Regions from separate parts of the Mus musculus genome. Here regions 1 and 2 are each linked to region 3. A link is a contact called in public Hi-C and HiChIP or PLAC-seq data. All regions are on one chromosome and are shown on one strand. The core of a region is the stretch at or near the end of the contact, and the rest is flanking DNA. Distances in the headings are between cores, read along the strand shown.

What was found. A called contact is a pair of places that touch in the nucleus more often than the background predicts. HiChIP or PLAC-seq counts read pairs in DNA pulled down with a chosen protein or histone mark.
Region 1: an H3K4me3 HiChIP or PLAC-seq map of embryonic forebrain shows a contact between it and region 3, with 2.8 times the contacts expected there. The contact joins the promoter of Map11 here to the promoter of Gigyf1 in region 3. A contact is called at or near these places in 2 of 39 promoter capture datasets (liver and pre-B cells), 2 of 115 datasets of contacts at active chromatin or transcription factors (bone marrow-derived macrophages and embryonic forebrain) and 1 of 9 other capture datasets (pancreatic islet).
Region 2: a Hi-C map of B cells shows a contact between it and region 3, with 6 read pairs. The contact joins the promoter of Stag3 here to the promoter of Gigyf1 in region 3. A contact is called at or near these places in 2 of 39 promoter capture datasets (liver and pre-B cells), 1 of 484 Hi-C or Micro-C datasets (B cells), 1 of 115 datasets of contacts at active chromatin or transcription factors (bone marrow-derived macrophages) and 1 of 9 other capture datasets (pancreatic islet).

What each region holds. Positions count from the first base shown.
Region 1 is chr5:138,262,474-138,267,388 of GRCm38.p6, forward strand. It overlaps Map11 (microtubule associated protein 11), which reads right to left and starts at 1,579. Exons shown (of 11, transcript NM_153161.3): 1 at 949-1,579; 2 at 594-689; 3 at 374-503; 4 at 185-271; 5 at 1-61. The coding sequence starts at 1,359. Gal3st4 (galactose-3-O-sulfotransferase 4) reads right to left here. Exons shown (of 4, transcript NM_001347507.1): 4 at 2,448-3,833. The coding sequence ends at 2,820. It overlaps 6330418K02Rik (RIKEN cDNA 6330418K02 gene), which reads left to right and starts at 1,572. Exons shown (of 3, transcript NR_045821.1): 1 at 1,572-1,628; 2 at 3,284-3,532; 3 at 3,754-4,188.
Region 2 is chr5:138,278,129-138,282,899 of GRCm38.p6, forward strand. It overlaps Stag3 (stromal antigen 3), which reads left to right and starts at 2,381. Exons shown (of 34, transcript NM_016964.2): 1 at 2,381-2,526; 2 at 3,737-3,910; 3 at 4,491-4,587. The coding sequence starts at 3,747. It overlaps Gpc2 (glypican 2 (cerebroglycan)), which reads right to left and starts at 1,809. Exons shown (of 10, transcript NM_172412.2): 1 at 1,521-1,809; 2 at 711-869; 3 at 87-409. The coding sequence starts at 1,686.
Region 3 is chr5:137,516,160-137,520,447 of GRCm38.p6, forward strand. It overlaps Gigyf1 (GRB10 interacting GYF protein 1), which reads left to right and starts at 2,721. Exons shown (of 24, transcript NM_031408.2): 1 at 2,721-2,827; 2 at 2,924-3,053; 3 at 3,151-3,246; 4 at 3,347-3,458; 5 at 3,578-3,686; 6 at 3,869-3,909; 7 at 4,053-4,217. The coding sequence starts at 2,793.

The DNA.
Region 1 (4,915 bases), core at 329-2,828, 750 kb after region 3:
AAGTTGGGGAGGATTCGGATATCCCAGATGGAGATCTCTTCCTGGGAAGAGCTATTCAGCACTGTGCGGGAACAAGCCCAGCTCAGAGTAGTGAGAACCCTCCTACCCCAACTCCACCTTTACCTAACATACTGGACCCATTCCCTTGCTGCTAGTCAAGCCTTGCGCCAGCAGATCTGCTCACCCTTGAGCACGGTCAAGTGCTTTCCAGCCACAGTGAACTGCCGGCATTTCAGAACTGGAGGGGGCAGCAGCGTCAATAGGGTGCTCACTGCAGAGAAAGGATGTGGCAGGAAATCAAGACCTCCACATCACAGTGTGGCACCCTCTAATCTACTCCTCTCCGAGCTCCAGCTTTCCCCCTCTCCCCCACCTTGGGCCTTGAAGGCGCTCTGTTCTCCACGGAAAGTCTCCCCAGGAGATCGAGTCTGTAGCAAGCGCAGGTAGCCTTGATCTCTGACTTCTGGTGCCTCGACCTCCCGCTTCCACACGGTCACTACAATCTAGGTACAGGAGCCATCGGACCATGATCACGAGGGGTCTTAAAATGTCATCTGAATTATAGGGCAACAGCCTCAGCTCTGTTATCCTACCTTGGCCTTGGGTGTCCCTGGGGGCAGTCTATCCAGTGAAACGGTGAGTGGGAAGATGACTTCATCTGTGGACACAATCGGTTCTTCCACAGGCAGCTAGGGGTTATATGAAAGGGGTGAAAATGTCAGGATGGCGGCAAAGATTCAGGCTCCTTTAACGTTTCTGCAAGACAGAGCAAGTCTTTATGCCCACCCCTTCTTGAAATCATATGCCTCCCGTCTTAGGTTCCTCTGCAGGACAGGACAATGCTGTCATCTGCCTCCTACATCAGGTCCCTAAGGAATCCATGCTCCAAACTATCTTTCTAGCTTCCAGCAAACCTCCCCTCAGCCCTTGTCACCCAGAGATCCTCACCGTGGTCGCGCCCCCTGAGGTAGCAGGGCCCTGGCCGTGGGTGAGAAGGGGGCTGCAACCTCGAAACAAACCCCCGCCCCCCGGGTCCCCTCCCCCCGGGGGGTCAGCATCCTGGTCGCCGGCGCTGCCGCACCCTGGCAGCGCTCCTCCTGCGCTGACCGAGGCCAGGGCGGCCAGGGAGGTCGCCAGCTCGGTCCAGGCCCCTCGGGATGCCAAGCCCGCGCCGCCCCCAACGCCAGCCCCCACGCTGCCTCGGCAGCGCAGCACCAGCAGAAAGCGGACTGTCTCCCCCAGGTACAGATGGTTGCGCCGGGGCAGCGCCCGGTACCGGCCCGGGTCCCCGGCCAGCTCGGCGCGTGGCGGTAGCGGCACAGCCGGAAAGTACATCGAGTAGTCGCATTGGGACTCCATTGGGTGGGGAGGACGATGCGACCCGAGACCGGGCCGGCAGGGAGCCACGGGACCGGGGGAGCTCGGCCTGCGAGTCCAGACACCGGAGGACCGCGGCTCCGCCCGGCAGGCAGCGGGACACACCAGCCTGGCCCGGAAACCAGAGAAACGAACCCGGAACCTAGACCCAGCAGCGCCAGACCAGGAGTGCGGGCGCTGAATGACTGGAGAGAAAGCGGAAGCGGAAGGAAGGGGGCGTGGCCTCCGAGGCTTCTTGGCTGAGTCGAGGGGTGAGTGCGGGCTGCTGAGGAACCTTTAAGGATGCTAGACTGGCTTCTTTGGGTAGAATTTATTTTTATTTGTCTCCGCCTCCCTCCTTTCCTTTCTTTCTCTTCTTCCCTCTCTCTCTTGCTTTCTTCCCTGACTTTCTCTTTCTGTTCCCTCTCTCCCACGCTTCTTCCCTTTTATGACAGCATTTCTTGTAGCCCGAGCTGGCCTTAAACTTCCTCTAAAGCTGAGGATGAATTCAAATTTTTGCTCCTTTTGCCTCCATTCTCCGGAGCGCTGGCATTACAGGTATGTGCCATCAGGTCTGACTTATGCAGGGCTGGGCGTTGAGCCCAGGGCTTCATGAATGCTAGGTAAGCATTCTGCAAACTGAGCCACACCGCTGCCTTTTTTTTTTCTGATATTTTGTTGTTGTTGTTGTTATTATTGGTGATGTGTGTGTGTATGTGTGTTACTGGAATGCCTGAGCCTCAACCTCATGCTAGCCAGTCGTTTTACCAACAGCTGTATCCCCAGCATTGAGGGAATACTGAAAGAAAAGAAAGACCCCATTACTTAGCCTAATTTCTGTCCAATAAAAGATTCTCCATCACTTCTCCTTTTAGAGCCCTACATAGAACAAAGAACTGGGGGCAGGGGAGATGGCTCTTTGGTTAAGAGCCCTTGCTGTTCTTGCAGGGGACCAGGGGTTGGGTCTCAACACCCACATGGTGGCTCACAATATTTGGTAACTCCAGTTCCAGGAGATCTGTGGACACCAGGTACATTTACACATGTAGGCAAAACACTCATACACATAAAATAAAATAAGTCTAATAACCTTTTAAAAAATAAGTAAACGTTTCGTAGCATTTATTCATCCAACAAATATTTTGATAGTGAAATTAGCACAGCTCCATAACAAATATTTCGTAGAGAAATGGACATATATCATGCCCCAAACTTTCTCTGTGTCGCTGTCATCTTTTGCCCCTCCAGGGGGTTTTGAGGAACTGCTACATGAATCTGTCTTGAGGCTTGAAGTGGCAAAGTTAGGGGTTGGGGGAGGCAACAGATTCTGCTGGGATTTCTAGAGGAAGTCCAGACAACAACAGTCTCATCTTAGAGCAAACTTCCTGTTCCTTCCAAGGGAAATACATACGCACCTAGAGGTCCTCCACCCGTCGCATATGTCCTAATTTGTAGTCTGATACCTATGGGGACAGTAGCCTTGAGGTCTTGAGAGGCGAGGAGACTGTAGGAGGAAACTGCTTAGCATCAAGTTTATCCTTATACTGTAGCTCTGGAGTAGCCAAGCGTTCACATTCCTCTTTGTCTTTCTGGTTTAGTCCACTCTGAAGTACATAGCCCAATACCTTAGCTGAACCAAACTGTAAAGGACGGAGCTTTGCATCAGCGATGTATTTGGGGTCTAAAGCCTCACCTCCCACCAAGCAACGTTTAGCCAGAGCTTCTCTTCGAGCCCGGAGCTCAGCCACAGCACGTTGCAGTCGACTCCTGCCATACTGTTCTATCCGCGCCCACAGACTACGGTTGAAGTGAATATAAAGAGCCCAATCCAAGTTATTCCAAGCTCGGGCCTGTTTGGTTAGCTGCTGATCTTCACCAGTCACCACAGTCTTATTGGCAGTTCTGATAAGACTCTGCTTTTTTCCAGCCTGGGCATTGTGCATGAAGCCCACCACATCGTCCAGACTCCAGCACAGGGCATCTGCCAACAGGACCAGTGACTCATCAAAGTACTCGGCCACCATGACCAGGTCAAAGACTGAGTCCAACCAGGCCAGACCCCATTGGATAAAGGATGAGGGCCTAAAATCTGAGGAGACAAGGCTGGCTGGCTGCTTGTAACTATCAGCAGCTGTGGTAACAGGACGGAAGAGAGTTCCAGGGCTAGCACCGGAAGGTACAATATGTAGCTGGAGAGATTTGGGGTCTCTGGGTAGCTGGGGACTCACTTTCATGGTCTTTGTCTCTGGGGGAGAGGGCAAACCAAAGTCAAACCATAGTAAGTTACGGGCGTAGTGGTTGCCACGGGCTCCGGGTCTGTAGAAGGCTTGAGGATTGGACAGGAAGGCGGCCAAAGACGGTGCCTTTCGGAAAGCCGATGAAACTGATTTGTAATAGGAGAAGGCAGAGCGGGCTAGAGCTGCTGGATCTCGGACAATGGAAAAGAAGAAGCTATCAGAAGGCATGACCTGAAGTACCTGCAGAAGAAAGAAAGAGAGGAAGAGCTTGACTGAGGAGAAAATGAGTCCAAGCTGAGGCTCTGATGAGCCGTCAGGCTCTGCTGTACACCCCCAGTTTCCCCTACTAGCTGTGTGATGTTGGGGAAATTACATAGCACCTCTGAAATTCAATTTGCTGTCTGCAAAAGGAAAGTAGTCAGAGGTTCCCAGGTAATTGAGAATACTCGAAATAACAGCTAGTCAGAAATCTAGAACACAAAGCTCTTACTGGTTATTAATGTCCTTGGGTTTTTGTGTCTTCGTTGGTAGAGAAAACTCTCAAACCTGGGGCTGGGGAGATGGCTCAGTCAATAAAGTGTGTGCCACACAAGCATGAGGACACAAGTTTATATTCCCAGTACACACATAAAAGCCAGACAACAGTGGTGCTCACCTATAAACCCAGGGTTGAGGAGGCAGAGACAGGTAGAACCCTGGGTGCTGACTGGCCCACACTGGAAATCTCTAAGAACCAAACTGTGTTCACCTCTACAATGAAAGTCTATTTGTATTCAGTTCGTGTGTGTGTGTGTGTGTGTGTGTGTGTGTGTGTATGTGTGAGTGTTTGTGTATTGTACTTTTGTGCATATGGACTCAGAGAACCTCATTCCTCAGGCATCATCTACCTTTATTTTCAAGATAGGACCTTTCACTGGCCTGGAACTTATCAACTAGGCAAGGTTGGCTAGTCAGAGAGCCCCAGGGACTCTCCTGTCTCTGTCTCCTTAGTGCTGGGAACACAAGAGCCTGCTACCATGCCCAGCTTTTTTACATGGCTTTTGGGGATAAAATTCAGGTCCTGATGCTTGCATGGGAAGCCTTTTACTCATCTCCCCAGCCTTGCCTCCTTTTGACATGGGGTCACACTTATGTAGTACACCGTGACCTTGAACTCTTGCCTCAGCCACCTGAACATTGCAATTACAGACAGGCAACAACATGGCTAGCACAGAAACTTGTTAAATGCCTTTTCTGGGACACTCTTGGTCACAGCTTCAAGACAGCAGCTGGCCTTGAGGCTCCTCAGGATGGAAGGAGGGAGACACCAGTGGCAACAGCTG
Region 2 (4,771 bases), core at 1,131-3,630, 760 kb after region 3:
TGATTGTCTTGGAGGTGACAGTTCATACCATTAGAGGTCACTAAGGGTCGGAGGTTGCTGAAGTTCAGGTTGTGGGACCTCCTCACCTGTAGGCGGAGGCGGCGGGGTGAGTCTCCGAAGGGCTGCAGAGAGCCATCAGCAGTTGAAGTAAGCCGAGTAAGACAGAGCAGGAAGTCAGGAGGGAAACTGTATTGTGGGTGCAGCAAAGGGAAGGCTCTCTCCAGGAGCTGTGCCCAGAAATCCGCCAAGGTGTCATCTAACCCCTCGCCAGACTTCTCATAGTAGTCCCGCAGGCCGGAAAACAGGCTATTGAAGATGACGGCGTGCTGGGAATACAGGCGACCATAGGAATGCGAGAAGAGCTGAGCCAAAGAATGCTGGGATATAGACAGCATCTCCCGAAAAAACTCTAACAAAGGTGGAGGGATGAGAAGAGGGAACAGAGACAGGGAGAGCAGGGAAAGGGCAGAGGCAGGAAGGAATGAGGAAAAGAAGAGGCAAAAGAATTAGAAGCTGAGTAAGCTGGCAGACTAGGAACAAGGAAGGGCAGGGTCCTGTAGAGAATGTGGAGTGGGGATGGGAAATAAGCAGGGGATTCTGGGGTGGGTGGTGGTGGCCTAGCTATGACTGCAGGAGGTGGGAATAGGAAACGGGGTGCATAAACACAAAGAGGTGTGAAGCACATCTGGGAACCCCCCAAAGGTCCTCACCATTAAACTTTCTATGCCGGGCAGCCAGTGTGTGAATCAGGAAAGAGCCACTGTCCTCTACCAGGCCACGGAATGTGACTTCAGCATCCCTGATCAACTTCTGCTCTGTCTCACTGGAACAGCAGGTGTACTCCTGAGGACAGACTTGAAGGTGCTCACCTGCGCAGAGGAGACAGGGAGGAGGACTGGATGGCAAGAAGGGATATTAGGAATCTCCTTTCATCCCTCGCCTATCTCTGGGGGCTGATTTTTGTCTTCCACCTGCCCGGTTGCTTTTTCCTTTGTTTGCCCCTTCAGCCCTACCTGAACCCTCTTTTATTGTCCCTCACCCATCTCAGCTTCACTCCTATTTGTAATGGGATCATCTATTGAACAGCTGCTTTGAGGGCCATATTAGTGACCAGAGGGTCTTCAGGTAACCCTCCCCAACACTGCACAACCCACTCCTCCAGGGACTTATGGGACAACTATGGAATGAAGAACGGGATTTGTAGGGGTGGGGCTACTTGGTAAGCAAGAAAGTATTGTCATAGAAGCTCACAGGAATTGCAAGGCGATTTCTGGCTGTTAGAAAGACACTAACGGGTGTGCTAATTACAGAGAAGGGAATTCCTTGGGTGGGGACTGAATGAGAGTTATTATATGAGCAGCAGGTTTATTGTGATCCCGGGAAGGAAGTTACTGGAGAAGAAAGATGCTCAACAGATGAAACAATCATCATAATGGTCACTGAAAGGAAAGAGTTATTGTGAGATGGGGAGGACCCGTCCCCGCCCCTTCCCACCCCGACTCTTCCCTCTTTCTTCTCACCTGAGATGAGGGAGGGAGGGATTAGGTTTAAGCTATATCCCCGGGCCCCCAGCACCTGCCGAGTCTCTGCACAACTCCGGACGACCTTTGCCTCACTCCCATGTCCCGGCCCTAGACCCGGACACAGATGGAGCAGCAAAAGCAGGAGAGGTCGCAGCGCAGACATAGGTGCTCTCCTCCCTGGGACGGGGCAAAGTGGGTCCTAAGGAGGAAAGAAGAGTCCGCGGAACTCTAGAACCCCGTTCTCGGCCGCGGGACGTCTCGAAGAAAAGAATAGGAGCGTGTCCCCTAAAACTGAACAACCCCAGCACCGTAGCAGGACCAGGAGGCATCTGCGGAGACAATGGGAGCCGGGGAGCGGGACAGGGGGCGGGGCCCGAAGCGGTAGCCCGCCAATGATAAGAAGAAGCCGGCCCCAGGGGCGGGGACAGGGTAGCCGTGAAGCCAATGTGGAACGGCAACTCGGCAGGGGCGGAACACGGCCCGCACGGCGGAGGCTGGCAGGGGTAGGGGTTGTGGTCTTGAGAAGGGGCGTGGTATTTTGCTCGAAAGGCGGGGTTTGGGTGAAACTGAGCCAATTGCAATTGAAGAGCCGGACTGAAGGCAGCAGCAAACGCTCAGCCAATGGAAGGGGACATAGGAGTAAAGGAGGCGTGACCAGGATGGAGCGACTCCGCACGCGCTGGAGCCCACGTGACAGGACTGCACAGCTACATGCCTGGCGGCTGCTCGAAGCCAAGCGCGCTGAGAGGCAGGAACGTGGTTAGCACGAGCTCGCGCTGCGCCAAGTCTCGCGACACTTCTCAGCCGCGCGAAGACCAGTTAATCTCGCGCCTGCGCACGGCTTATCCCGTGCCTTCCCGCGTTTTTTTCTAAGGCTTAACCGCCCGCCACCAGAGGAAGAAGAGCAGCTGCGGCGGGCGTCTCGCGACCGAGGTGGGATGTCCACTGAGACCTGAAAGGACCTCTGAGGTGGTGACCTTTCTTCAGCCGTGTTCATCTAAAGGTCATTCTTCCAAGTTCAAACTGTGAGGTTGCCCCTTTGGACCCATAAATAGGCAGCGTTCCAACCCCCTGTCTCCACTGAGGTCTGTAGCTCTGTCTCGTGTCCGCTATGGAGGCCGGAAACCCTTTTTTTTTTTTTCGAGACAGGGTTTCTCTGTGTAGCCCTGGCTGTCCTGGAACTCACTCTGTAGACCAGGCTGGCCTCAAACTCAGAAATCCACCTGCCTCTGCCTCCCGAGTGCTGGGATTAAAGGCGTGCGCCACCACGCCGGGCCCGGAAACCCCATCTTCTGATTCAGAGAGATAAGCAGCCTCATAAACGGAAGACACCCTGCTCCCTCCTCCCCCACAGCCCAAATAAGCTTGGGGTCAACCTTATGCAGCGCGCTTTCTGGAAGTAGAGAACGCGCTTTACTCGTTGGAATGTTTGTGGCTTAACTCAAATGACACCTCTGCTTCCGGATCACGAATAGCCTCCCATTTCCTGTAGAGTCAGACAATGAGTTTCAGAAATGGAAATCTGAGGTGCTTTGCTGGTTCGGTTTTAGCAGCTGAGCCTCAGCCAGTGTACCCCTCTCTGATTCCTCTAAGAGGGATTTGTGCCAGAAGCTGCTCAGAAACTGCTCTGTGTAAACCCTCTGGCCTTGTTTGTTTACCTATATTGAAGATTGGCCCCAGATCCTCTGGCCTTATTAAATTAATTTACCTATACTGAAGATTGGCCCCAGATCCTCTGGTGTTATTTATTTATTTATTTTAATTAATTTACCTATACTGAAGATTGGACCCAGGTCCTGTGGCCTTAATTTATTTAGCCATACTGAAAGTTGGGTGCTGCCCAGAGTCTTGGAACATCTACTGCTCAGCTATAACCCCCAGGCCTCTTTTTTACTGTTTATTTTGAATAAGGTCTCACTAAGTTGCTCAGGCTACAGGCTACTCTGGAGTTCCAGGCTGACTTTGAATTTGATGAGCAACCTGCCTTAGCCTCCCAGGTAGCTGCAATTACAAGCCTACAGCATCACTCCTAGTTTCAGGTTTCTGTTTGCAAGCCCTTATAGCAGTAGTGACCATAATACCTCGATGTGGTTAGGTTGACTATTGGTTTTGGTGCTCTATCCCATAGTACTGAGACCACATTCTGGGAGAGAAAGATGATGGTCTATAGAGGGATATAGTAGTAGTAGGAACTCTTTCCTTTTTTCCTACAGCTGGATTAACATGCCTACTCTGTGGTCACCTTCTACCCAGCACCATGGCTCTTCCTCAGGCAGTGAGTCTTCCCCACTTCAAAAGTCTGTGAGACGTGCACAGATGGCCTTGTCTCCTTGTTCCTCCTCCATCCTACCCTGTGATGACAGAGACTCACAGGGAACTGCAGAGTGGTGAGTGCCGTTGGTGAGAGGTCTGAACTTGGGAGCTCCTTCTGCATCCCCAGCAGCTTTCCTCTCTGTTGTTTTCTAGCATGGTTGTAGTGTATGTGGGGCCATATGACAGTATCAGAAATGCTGTACTGAAAGCTGGATATGGTGGCACATACCTGTAATCGCAGAATATGGGACGAGGAGGCTGGAGGATAAAGAGGGTTAAGGACAGCTACATAGTGAATTCAAGCTAGCCTGGTCTGCATGAGACTCTGCTCTAAAATTAAATAGAAATAAACCAGTCAAACAGAAATGGAAGGTAGAGTAGGGTAAGGGAGAAGAAAGGGAGGAAGAAATGCTATATGGTTCTAGGAGTTGAATTCTGGTCATCAGGCTTCCTTGTTGAGCCATTTCACCTTCTTTTAGTTCCTCATTTTTCATCTCTAATGCTTTGAAGTGACTTTTCTTGTCCTGTATCTTAAAATTTGAATGTTTTTCCTCATATAGATGTGGCACAGTTAGAGATAAATAGAAATTATAATTAACTCTTTATGTGGCAGGAATGGGATGATGCTTAAGGGAAATCATATTCTCTCTATAGGGATAGTCCCTCAACTAACGAAGACAGCGACTTTGAAGACAGCTTAAGACGAAATGTGAAGAAGAGAGCAGCAAAGCAACCACCCAAAGCTGTTCCAGTGAGTCTGCCATTTTGTTTAATTCAGAATCTACTCTGGGAATTAGCAAAGAAAAACCTGGAAGGGACTCAGGTGATGGAATGGAAGAAGAGAGAATATTAGGATAGAGGTACCAGAATTCTTTTTAAAAAAAGAAAAGGTTAATGATAACAAATCTCACAACATTAAAAAGAGACCAGTTACT
Region 3 (4,288 bases), core at 1,471-3,970:
GTGCATTGGTGTTTTACCTGCATGTATGTCTGTATGAGGGTGTCGGATTCCCTGTAACTGGAATTACTGGACATTTGTGAGCTGCCACGTGGTTGCTGGGAATTGAACTGGGATCCTCTGGAAGAGCAGCCAGTGCTCCTAACTGCCGAGCCCTCTCTCCAGCCCCACTTTAGTCATTGTTTAGGTGTGTAATTCTCTGTGTTAATCCGTGTAGTGTTATTCAGCTGTCATGGCTATGTCCACATCCTTCTGGGCCCAGCTGAAACTCTAGACCTGGGCAGTGTTTGTGGGCAGCCCCATCAGTCCCAACTCTAGGTCTTTGACTTTGACCTGCCCCGACCCCTGGCTACTCTGTAAGAAACATCCTACAGGGGTTATCTTTCTTGGAGTCTAGTCCCCTGTCCCCCTCCCTCCTGCTGGGAACTGAGCACAGGTCCTTTAGACAAGCAGCAAGTACTCTCGACCACTGAGCCATCTCTCCAGCCCCAGGTCCCTTTGTGGCAGTTGTGGAGGCTGAAGCCAGACAGAGCCTTGTGCGTGCTGGCAAGTGTCTGGCTGTTGAGGGACATCTCCAGCCCCTTTAGTGTTTATTTTGTTTTTCCTAGGGGTGAGGAGGTGGGGAGCTTAAACTTTTTGAGGGGTTCGAGACAGGGTTTCTCTGTGTATCCAACTTTTTGGGGGGGGGCGGATTGAGACAGGGTTTCTCTGTGTATCCCTGGCTGTCCTGGCACTCACTTTGTAGACCAGGTTGGCTTCGAACTCAGAAATCCGCCTGCCTCTGCCTCCCGAGTGCTGGGATTAAAGGCGTGTAGGCGTGTGCTACCACGCCCGGCTGGAGCTTAGACTTTAGATCCTTGTGTACTACCACATGTGGTTCATGCAATGTGAAGGTAAAACCCAGGGCTTTGTGCTAGCTAGGCGAGCACTCTTCCTCCTTAGTGTCGTCTCCAGCCCCTAAGGGCTGCCTAGTCCCAGCTCCCCTCAGGGTGATTGTGGAGCCCTCCTGAATCTAGTGCAGTCATTGGGGTCGGGAAGGGGGAGTGGAGTGTGCAGCCTGAGCTAGCCCAGGCTCTTGTAGTTAAGACACTTACCTCACTGTGGCTTGGGAGTTCTGGGGTGCTGAGATTCTGGGTCACCCCATTGTCTGCCATGGGGCCTTGGTTTAGTTACTGAGGAGACCCTCTTTCCTAGACTCCTCTAGTGGACACTCTCTTCTTCCTTCTAGATTCCTGGCGTCCTGCAGCGGATGGCGACTGGAGAGGCACACTGGTCCAGCCTCCTGCCCAGCCTGTGATAAAAAACCCACGTATTCCCCCCGGACACTGCCTGTCCTTCCTTCTCTACTCTGCCCTTCCTGAGAGTCTCCTACCCAGGACCCTAGAGGAACTTGCCCTGTTGCTGCCACTGCTGCCTCATTAGCCACTAGAGACTGAACTTGCCTCTTCCCATATGGTGAGGGAGCCTTCCGCCAGCCACAACCTGAGAACCCTGCTCCCACCTTGACCTTTTTTCTGAGGGGCAGTTGTTGATGTAGGGTAGGAGTTTAGGTCTTGGTTCCTATTCCTGTGGCCACACCCACCTGCTCAGAGCCTACCGTGAGTGGAGTGAGTACCTGTGGCTCTGGAAGTCCTGTCTGCTTAGTTTGTGCTGAAACCCAGCCCCCTCAGACAGATGCCCTAAGTTTTCTTTAGAGAAGTTGGCTTGTTCCAAGGCTTGTCATACTGCTTTATAAAATGGACCATTCCTCTATAGAACATAAGCGGCCCCAATGCCTGCCTGTCTTATTTTTTGAGACAGGGTCTCATATAGCCCAGGCTGGCCCTAAACTCTTATGTAGCCAGAAGTGACCTTAAATTTCTGAACCTCCTGCCTCTCTCTATCTCCCAAGTGTTTGGGATCAAAGCCGGGTGCTATATTCCTTGTTGGTGTGGTGTTGGGGGCAGAGTCTAGGGCTTCAAGTATGGTGAATAAGTGCCCCCCCACCCCCAGCCAAACTATATCCCCAGTCCAGTGATTGTTTCAGAATAGTCTTACTGTGTGCTGTCCCAGGTTGTCCCAGGAACTTGCAGTCCTCTTGCCTTTGTCTCCTGAGTGCTGGGATTACAAACATGGGCATTACAAAGCAGGCTTAAGTTTTGTGCTGAAAATCCTCACTGTATTCTGGGCACACTGGTTACCTCAGCCATCCCATGAGAGCACCTCTGACCAATGACCACATTGTCCCTTCTCCTGAGTGCACTGTACCCGGCAGCTGTGGGCCAGGGGCTGGGAGACTGTCTAATTCACTGGGGTAACCTCTCTCTTCCTCCTCTTCTCCCTAAGGATCTCTCCCAGATGTGAAAGTTTCTCCCAGGCACTTAGAGGCTAGAGCTAGTTGCTTGGGGATCCTAGTTCAGCGCAGCCCGGCCCCTGTGAGACCAGAGAGCCCTTGTTTCCCTGGACAGAACTGTCAGGTGAGTGTTGGGCCACCAGAGGGCGTCCCACTGAGCTGGAAGGGGCTCAGGCTTCAGTGTTCCCTCACTCCCTAGGACTCTCCCCTACCCTGACTCAGCTTTGGTTAACTCATGGTGTGAGTGGTCACCTGTCTGGTGTAGGTGAGTTCAATGCCAAAATGTCTCACCGTCTAGATGGAGGCCTGTCACTGGCCCAGCAAAGTGCTGGCGCCATGACTGATCTGCCCTGCACCAGCTTACTCATGACTTGTCTGTGACCCTACAGGTATTTGGACAGTACTCTCCTGGTCCTGTCTCTGCCATTCATCCTTGACCTTTGAGAAGCATCGAAGCTCCACAATGGCAGCAGAGACACTCAACTTTGGGCCTGAGTGGTGGGTCACTTAAGCTCTGGTCCAGGGGAAAAGCTGGTGTAGGGGTGAAGGGCCACGTGGACCTCCGTCTCCCCTTTTTTTTTGTACCTGTTTTAGGCTGAGAGCCCTTTCGAGTGGTGGCAGCGTGGCCTCTCCACCCCCATCTCCTGCCATGCCCAAATACAAGCTGGCAGATTACCGCTATGGGCGAGAGGAGATGCTGGCCCTCTATGTCAAGGAGAACAAGGTGAGGTTTGGGATGGAGCACAGCTCCCTCGCCCATTTGCCTTATCTGTGAGTTGCCTCTGAGTGGTTAATATATTGGGCCTCCTGCCCCATCCCAGGTCCCGGAGGAACTACAGGACAAGGAGTTTGCTGCAGTGTTACAAGAGGAACCGCTGCAACCTCTGGCTCTGGAGCCTCTGACTGAGGAGGAGCAGGTGGGGCTGGGCCTAGGGTGGAGGAGGGAGGGGCTGGGCTTGGGAAGATGGGGGCTGACTGGGTGACGGTCCTCACTGCCATCCCTGGCTCCCTCCTCAGAGAAACTTCTCGCTGTCGGTGAACAGTGTGGCTGTGCTGAGACTGATGGGGAAAGGGGCTGGGCCCCCTTTGCCTGCCACCTCCCGTGGCAGGGGCAGCACTCGGAGCCGAGGTAGACAGCGACTCCTCGTATTTTTTAGGGGAGGAGGTGGGCAGAGTTGGAGTGGGTGGTGGCAAGGATACAGAGGGACACTGGAGGGTCCCAGACCCAGTGTAAACCCTCTTCTTCAGGGCGAGGCCGTGGTGACAGCTGCTTTTACCAAAGAAGCATTGAGGAAGGCGATGGGGCCTTCGGAAGGAATCCTCGGGAGATCCAGCGAAGCCAAAGCTGGGATGACAGGTGGGGATGACAAGATGGAGAGAGACGGGCAGAACGGAGGAGTGCCACTGAGCTGGAATAGGGTGACTAGAGGGACCAGAGACACCCAGCAGGCCAGCCCTGATCAGAGCCCCTGGGTCGTGTCTACCCAGCCTAGCACCCCCTGGGGAAGGGTGATGTTTGACCGACGCCTTTCTTCACAGAGGCGAGAGGCGGTTTGAGAAGCCTGCAAGGAGGGATGGAGGTATGAGCGTGTTGATGATGGTGGCCAGCATGGTCGGGAGGCAGTGGAGGTGGGGTTCCCAGGTAGGGGGATGGGGGGGGAGCTAATAGGAGTAAGCTCTCTTGAGGTTCATCCATGCTTACTGTTTGTCTCCCCTGTGCCAGTACGGTCTGGCTTTGAGGAGGGAGGGGCTGGCCCAAGGAAGGAGCATGCACGCTCAGACAGTGAGAATTGGCGCTCACTTCGAGAGGAGCAAGAGGATGATGGCAGCTGGAGACTTGGGGCGGGACCCCGGCGAGATGGTGATCGCTGGCGTTCCACCAGCCCTGGTAAGATGGGGGCTAGGTGGGGTCAGGATATCCTGGCGATACTAGGGAAGAGGTGCCATGCACGCGAGGAA